2 separate regions of the Gossypium hirsutum genome follow, and region 1 is linked to region 2. A link is a contact called in public Hi-C data. All regions are on one chromosome and are shown on one strand. Each heading gives the region's core, a stretch centred on a gene start, on an enhancer-like site or on the middle of the called end of the contact. The rest is flanking DNA. Distances are from core to core; before and after follow the strand shown. Region 1 has its middle 9.7 kb from the start of LOC107953352. Region 2 holds the start of LOC107953353 (serine/threonine-protein kinase 16).

What was found. Hi-C and Micro-C count contacts between places; a contact is called where the count stands out from the background.
Region 1: a Hi-C map of leaf shows a contact between it and region 2, with 2.6 times the contacts expected there. The contact joins the enhancer-like site here to the promoter of LOC107953353 in region 2. A contact is called at or near these places in 5 of 34 Hi-C or Micro-C datasets (all in leaf).

The regions. Positions count from the first base shown.
Region 1 is chrD07:7,069,415-7,073,274 of Gossypium_hirsutum_v2.1, reverse strand. No RefSeq gene overlaps it. Among protein-coding and RNA genes, the nearest start is that of LOC107953352, 9.7 kb to the right of the region's middle. Within about 2 kb of position 1,829, at least 1 of the 9 cell types and tissues checked has an H3K27ac peak or open chromatin away from gene starts, as enhancers often do. A contact at or near this core is called in leaf, where this site is marked.
Region 2 is chrD07:7,023,932-7,028,042 of Gossypium_hirsutum_v2.1, reverse strand. LOC107953353 (serine/threonine-protein kinase 16) reads right to left here and starts at 1,476. Exons shown (of 6, transcript XM_016888641.2): 1 at 1-1,476. The coding sequence starts at 15. LOC107953355 (agmatine deiminase) reads right to left here. Exons shown (of 10, transcript XM_016888644.2): 8 at 3,779-4,011; 9 at 3,466-3,624; 10 at 2,367-2,718. The coding sequence ends at 2,635.

The DNA.
Region 1 (3,860 bases), core at 580-3,079, 45 kb before region 2:
AAAAGTTGATCATTATACATCAACATGAGGTGCATGTATCACACCATATAACTATCAGGTTATTCCGTCTTCCATGTCAATTTTTAACAGCACAAATGAATGAATTTTTTAACAAAAAAATGATCAATTTGTTTTTTAATTTAACGTATGGAAACTAATTTACACATTTTTCAGCATAGAGAGTAAAACGCAATCTGATTTCTAATACTAGAGTATCCATGATACTTTTACAGATATTACAATGTGAATGAAAAACGTTATGTAATAAATATATTATAAAAAAATCAATATAAATAATAAATGGAGTTGGTTTAAATACTGTTTTTTTACTAAGGGTTTAAATATTGTTATGTATATTTTTATTTTTCTATAAAAAATATATAAGATGATAAAAATATTTTTAAAATAATACAATTTAATTTGTAAAATAAGGATCTATTCATTATTACTCAACTGAGTTAATGTTCTGTTAATTCAGAAAACTAAACACAGTAAAAATTTTAATATTAATAAAGATATAGAAAATATTATTTTAATTTCATAAAAAAAAAAGTTAATAAAGGATTAATAATTTGAAACGAGGAGAGCAATATTTTATTATGAAGCGGGTGTGCCCTATTGATCACTAGGTCAACTTAGCCGGTTTCTTTAGTCAAAAGAGAGAGAGAAAAAATCCTTAAAGAATAAAAACATTTTCATTTTTATTCTTCTCACTTGCATCGGAAGCTGAATAACAAGGTGCGTGGGACTGGTCGGCCATGCCATGTGCTAAAAAACGTCCTTAGAAATTCCGATATTTAATTTAGCTAATTTATTTAATTATTCTTAAAATTAATATTTAATAAATTTGACTTTGAATATATTATTAAGAAATAATTTTATGTAATTAATGAAATTTTGATATTGTTAACAAAAGTTGAAGCTTGTGCTTTGAAAGTGTAAACGAATGAATAAGTATATATATATCTCTAAGAAATAGTTTAAAAATAATATTTGTTGTTTTATAAAGTATAGATTATAATCAACAAGTGCTGATTACAATAGTAAGATACATTTACTTTAAAAAGAGTATGTGACTTTGAACTATAAAACAGGCATGAGGAATAAAAAAATGTATGCAAATTATCGTAACAATCACTCAACTATTAATATATTTTTTTACTCAACTATAAAAAGTTACAAAATGGTTATTCAACTATTCAATTTTGTCTTTTTTGGTCACCAGCCATCTAACGATAGATTAAAATTGGTATAATAGCAACTTTAACCCTTAACATTTATAAATTATGTCAATTAGTGCCGATTCTAAAATAATTTAACCCTTAACATTGACACATTATGTAAATTCTTTTTTTGTAGTTTTGTTTTTCTTGGTGACATTTAGGGTTGATTTTAAAATAATGAGAAAAGATAAAATTTATTATATTGGATTTTTCATTGTTTTCATTTTTTTTGGGTCTATTTTCAATAAAATTTAGTTGATAAATTTATTTTTAAATTTTTTAGGTGAAAAGACCACAAAGGAAAGCAAAAGTGCCAAAAAAAAAGAGAGACCAAACTACACAATATGTAAAATGTTGAGGGTTGAATTTTTTAGAATGAAGACTAAATTGACACAATGCATAAATATTGAAAGTTAAAGTTATAATTATACTAATTTTAAAAGCTATCACCATTAACTAACCGGTAACGAAAATGATAAAATTAAATAATAGAGTAATTAAAAAACTTAGTCTAAAAAAATAGTCTTACATTGTAGATAATTGGACATAGTGAAATGTAAGGTGGGGACGGTTTTGCAAAACTTTCCACAACTAAGCCGTCCAAAGCTTGAAAAGTGGGAAGGGCCGACCAACGACCCATTTAGCTTCATACACATAAATATTATATTATATTGTTTGTTTCGTGGAATAAACAAGGAAATTTAATTTTTGGGTGTGACCAAACATCCATTTTCCCATCACTATATCTCCCAAGTTGATAGCATAACTCAAACTCAAATATGGCTACTTCTAACTCATGGAAACCCTAATAATCTACTTATTATTATGGCAAAGGTTTTCCAAACATACATTCATACCAAATTATTCTCCTTATTAACAAAATCCGCATCACTGCCACCGCCTCCACCTTTGACGATTATCGACATTGAATCAGCCACCGAACCGATTTCATCCCAAGTCCATGATCCACAGAATTACTTAGCTTGGGAAAAACAAATCGTAGCATTTTGTTTGGGAGCTTCCATTGAAATAGCTATCTTGTTCGCCGAAATTGGTCCTCAACGATTCCCGGTGACGTTCATCCTTGTTTCGGTTGCGATTATGTTGGCATTCACTTGCATATGTGTCGGGAAATGTTATATGAATTCCAAGTTTCATGTGATGGCTCGAAAGTTAGAAGAGTTGGGAGGGTTTTTCATGGTGACGGCTTTTTTTATAGCAATAGCAATTCCATTTCCATTGTGGTTACAATGCTGTACAGGGACTGCTTACGCCATGTTTTTAGTATCCATTTTAGCCTGCAATTTCTTTTAACTCAATCTTAAAGCATGTACAGTAATATTATCAGCTCAATGGTGATTTCTTAAGAAGGAAAAGATTATAACAACTGTATATGCATGCGTCTCAATAAAGCAATAAAAATTATATATATTTCAAATTGATGATAAATTTAATTATTTTTTAACAAATGTTAGATGCATTTGATTGCACTTCTAAAGAGATTTTAAATTCGAATATTAAAGATGACATTGTTAAAAGAGTCCATCACAAACTCTTAAAGGATTAGTTTTCATTAGCCGTAAAATAGACATAAAAATACCTTGATCATAAAAAAAGAACTTAAACCACATAATGATACATAAATTATATCTTTTTTTCTCAAACTGGTCCCTAAATTTTTTTTTCTGGTCACGAGTAGGGGTGTTCAATCGGTTAACCGACCCAAACTAGCATTAACTGAACTTTTAAAACCCTTAATCGTTAACCGAACCAAAATTTTTTCAAAAAAACTTAATTGAACCGAACTTTTTCAATTAATTTGGTCGGTTAACCGATTATTATTTTTTTGTGTTTTGGTTAAAACAAATATAAAACATATAAAAAATTAATTGAATTAATCGAATTTAATATATGTAAAATGTATATAAAAAATATAAATTTTTGATTAATTCAGTTAATTAACCGATTTCGAATAGAATTAATCGTTAACTGAACTTCCAAAAAATTATTAGCCGACTCACGACTGAATTAATTCGGTTAACAGACTGATTAACCGAATTAATTCGGTTCGGTTGGTTAAATCGGTTTTACTCGAAATTTGCACACATGAGTGATATCTAAACTATACTTTGTTACCAAAGTGAAACCTAAATTATACTCCATTACCCAAATCATCCTAGCCATTAAAAAATCTTTTACTCAATCATTTTGGCATCTGACAATTTTTAACTAAAAAAAATCCAGAAAACTGTTAAATATTATTTGCTTATGTTTCTTTTAAAAAGAACTTATAAATTCATCTCTTTTATTCTTTAGCCAAAACTTTAATGACGGAAAATTCAAGAATTTATTAAAAAACTCATTCAAACTCAGATTTTGGCAAGCTTCTTTTTTGTTTTTTAAAACTTTGATTTCGTTTCTTTTCTCACCTCGATTCAAAATCTATGTATTATTTTTTTTGGAATTAACTTTCTTCATACTTTTTTATATGCTCTCCATAAAAAGTAAAATAATTAATATTAGATAAGCCTCTAAAATAATAATAATAAACTAGATAAAATATGAAATCCAAATACTAAAAAAGAAGTTTAGTCATAAAAATTATTAAGGGAATTGCAAATGAAAAGTTATCTAACA
Region 2 (4,111 bases), core at 227-2,726:
AAATGAACACCCCATTGTTCTTTTCTTTTCTTTCTTCAACTAAAAAAGAAAAAAAAAATTCCTTTTAGATCTTCAAGCTATCATTTTGCTATTAGAGTTTAGTCAGGTTTTGAAGCATTAAGAAGCTTCTTGTGGAGACTCTGATTTTTCATTAATTTTGTACTGGATCTGGGTTGAGTTTGACACTCCAAATTTTCATTCTTCCACTCCGCCTATTTGGAAATTACATTTTAGTCCTTGTACCTTGTGGTGATTTTAGAGTATATCTGATTTAATCCGATCCGTCCATTTGGCTGGCTAAGTAGAGAGACACATAAGATGAAAAAGCTTTTATTTGGCTCTTAGGTTAAATGATGTTATTATTCCTTGTATTTTATGAAAGTTATAGATTTAATTTTTATTTGGTAAATTTTAGTCCTATACTTTTTAAATTTTGTTTGGTTGAATTCAATTATTAGTTTTGTATCATGTGTATAGTTGTAGATTTAGTTCATTGTCTCTAATTGCATCATTCTTAAGTCATTATATTTTCTATATTTTGAAATCTCTGACAATCAATAGTATATTAATTAGATTTTTAGTAAGTAATATAAAAATAATAAGCTGACACGATATTATATTGACGCATCAGATTTTGGAAATAACAAAATTTTATTTGATAAGTTTAACAATTAATATTTAGTAAAGACTAAAATTTAAAAAGGTATAATAACTAATAAAAGTATAAGGATTAAATTCATAACAATAACAAATTTTAACCCAACCTGGTTATATACATGGTATTTAAAGATTTGGGTTTAAGGTCATACCATTGAAAGGTAAGACGTGTCACATACCAATACGATATAGCATATAAAATTGTATTTGTGGATTAAAGCCCCACCCTCAAACATCTTACCATATAAACTTTCATGTCACATAATTAAATAATATACAAATTGTTCATACCCACGTAAATGCCATGCTATCATACAGGCTTCATTCCTAGAACTTAAAATTGCATATAATTATAGCAAGTTAATACGACTCTAATTCGATGCAGACTTTAACTGTTTGTAGAATAAAGATTCAATACATTAAGCATATCTCTATACTTAATAGTGTTCATATGATTTTTAAATTACCTCGAGTTTAACTTTAAAAACAAATCAATATATAACATGTACATATTAATTATAAAAATTTACAAGAATCTATATAACATACAAATATAGACAAAACATTTTAACATAACTCTTATAATTATTGCAATATATTTTTTCAACTCCGACATATAATATCAGATCGTTACATTAATTACACTATTATCTTATTTAATAACGTTATCCATTTGTACTCTGTTATTATTCTTTATCTTATACCATTATTCTATACTTCTCATACTTTCTTTAAATCTTATGATTTAGCCATCAAATTATTATATAATTGACTTAATGCACACTTTAGGTATTTAAAGTATACACATTTTCCCATTTTAATCCTGAAATATACACATATTATCATTATGAAATTATACTATCCACCACACCATTTGCACAAAGTGTATGCCCATATGTTGTACACATTGTTTTTTATTTTTATTAGCATTTCAATCATATTCCATCTCTATTCTCACCAAGTTTATTAGTACATTTATCAACGTTTCTCTTTCAATTCATTCATCATACATACATACAAAGTCCCAACATACTTTGATACATGCATTTCAATCAATATGGAACAACCTTTAATAAATCAAGTCATTACTAGTGCTCATGTACAAATATTCAATCAATATGTTTATTAGCTCAAGATTGATTACTCTCCTCTATTTTCACTTCAATTCATAACAACACAATTATACTTTTACTAACAAATTCATTCATTAATTTCAAATCAACATATTCTTTTCTTTATTCAAATTACTCATTACACTTGCATATATAATATCATCATACTATAATACATGTCCCTTTCAATCAAACAACCATAATTCTTCCAGTTACTACTAACTCAAAATTGTTCTCTTTCCCTATTGGCTTTCTTGAGTGTTTTTAAAGTATGCTCAATTTCCCAATCAATAGGTAACAAGACCCTATCTCTTCTATGCATTCAATGACAAATACCCTACAAAAGAATTAAAAAACCATAACCAATATCCTGAATACAATTATCAATATCTCAATAGTCTAACAAGACAATCAATTTGCAAGACAAGGTATATTCCAAACAAGACAATCAATTTGCAAGACAAGGTATATTCCAAACAAAACAAAGAAATTTGCCAAATTAACCAATCTTAAGCTAGGTGCTAAGTAATTCTTCCTCCTTTTGAATGATATTGAATTAGCATACGTACAGAAAAGAAAGCCAAATATTTAAGTAAATAATAGAAAAAGGAAATGTTATAAGAGAAAAAGTATATGTCGAACATACGTATAGCATACGAATACAACAAAGATGACAATGTATTAAAACTACTTATCTTTGAAAAGTACCTAAAGGCAACCATAAGTGAAGTCCATTGATAAATTACTATAACTTTGTGTGTGTAAGTCTGTAAGAATGGTGTTTATTGATGCAACCCATATCTTCTGCTGCAGAAACTGAAAGCCAAATTGAACGACTTGAAATTTTGTATTTTTGGTTAAAATATCAGATAGCAGGGTGTTGTTGAGTAATGCAATGTATATTTCCACCTCCCAAAACAATTTCTCGAGCACCCTCAATTCCTACAACCTGAACCAAAACAAAGAGTGGTAAATACAGCCAAAAGAACAATATCAGCTTTAGCCTTTAGCTGTTACTGTAGTAATTCAAGCAAGCCTAGCCTATTTTGTGGAAAACAATGTTACTCGGACTTGAGTGGAAGTGTTAGATTCGAGTATGTTTAGTTTACCTAAGTTTTCCTTATGTATATGGAGGGTCCTTGGAGGATCATATCTTTATACTCTTACCCGAGTATGCATCAAACATAGGTATTTTAAGAAAATAAAGAGTCGAAGCAACATAGGAGGAAAAAACGAGTAGCTAAGGCCCAAATAAAAAGAAAAGTTACTTGAGTGAGCCTTCTATATAGCTTTTACACAAAAGTCATCACCATAGAATTAAAGATTGAAACTGTAAGATAGTTTAGAACAGCTAGCTTTAAATTCCAAGACTAATAAACTCAGCATATGGCATTAGGTATATTATACTGGTGAACACAAGACACTATTATGCTTTTAAACCTGGATGTTATCCGGGTTTCATTTACCTCATTTCGATATCAATCTTAACCTAGCCTCTAATCTTCTTAGGTTGCTATCTTCACAAAGAAATGAAACTTTTGTAGTTATCTCCTAATTTACCACCCATTACACAAGATTCCCAAGCAGTGATTGTAAGTTAATTTTCAATTTTTACTTGAATAACTAAAATGGAGTTAAATATTGCATCCATCATGGTTCTACTACTAGCATATGTTGAAAAGAAATACTTGCTTACTTTATAGTTTGGAAAGGTTTGAGAAAGGACGGAAACAGCTTCGTCATCTCGCTTTTGGTCCCCGAATTGTGGCAAGATGATCGCTCCATTGGCAATATAGAAGTTTACATAAGAAGCAGCAAGTCGTGTACCAGGAAGTCTCGCTTTAGCGTCACCATCCTGTTGTCAGGAACATCAAAGACCAGAAAACAATGCACAATAAACCTCTTTCTTCTTTGGCAAGTCATGTACAGTTTCATTCGGCAAAGCTATAGTCAATATGTTGAATGTATATGGACAGTCATGCAGAGTCATGGAAAAAGAAAATCCTTACTTGAACAACTCCATCAGCTTCTTCATCTGTCATATAAAGCGGCCCAGGGACATGGAGTTTGACTATTTCTAATTTCCGACCACGGGCATCTTTTTCATTTGAGAGAACAGTGAATGCTTCCATGGAACGTTCATATTGAGGGTCCTTTTCATCATCAATCCAAGACAACACAACAACACCAGGCTTTGCAAAGCAACACATATTATCAATATGACCATTCGTATCATCATCACCTGTTGGAAAACAAGAAGATACTTTAATTTTCAGCGTATGTATTAAGTGGTTAAAAGCTTGACAGATTTGCTTGAGATAGTAGATAATGGATAAATGCTG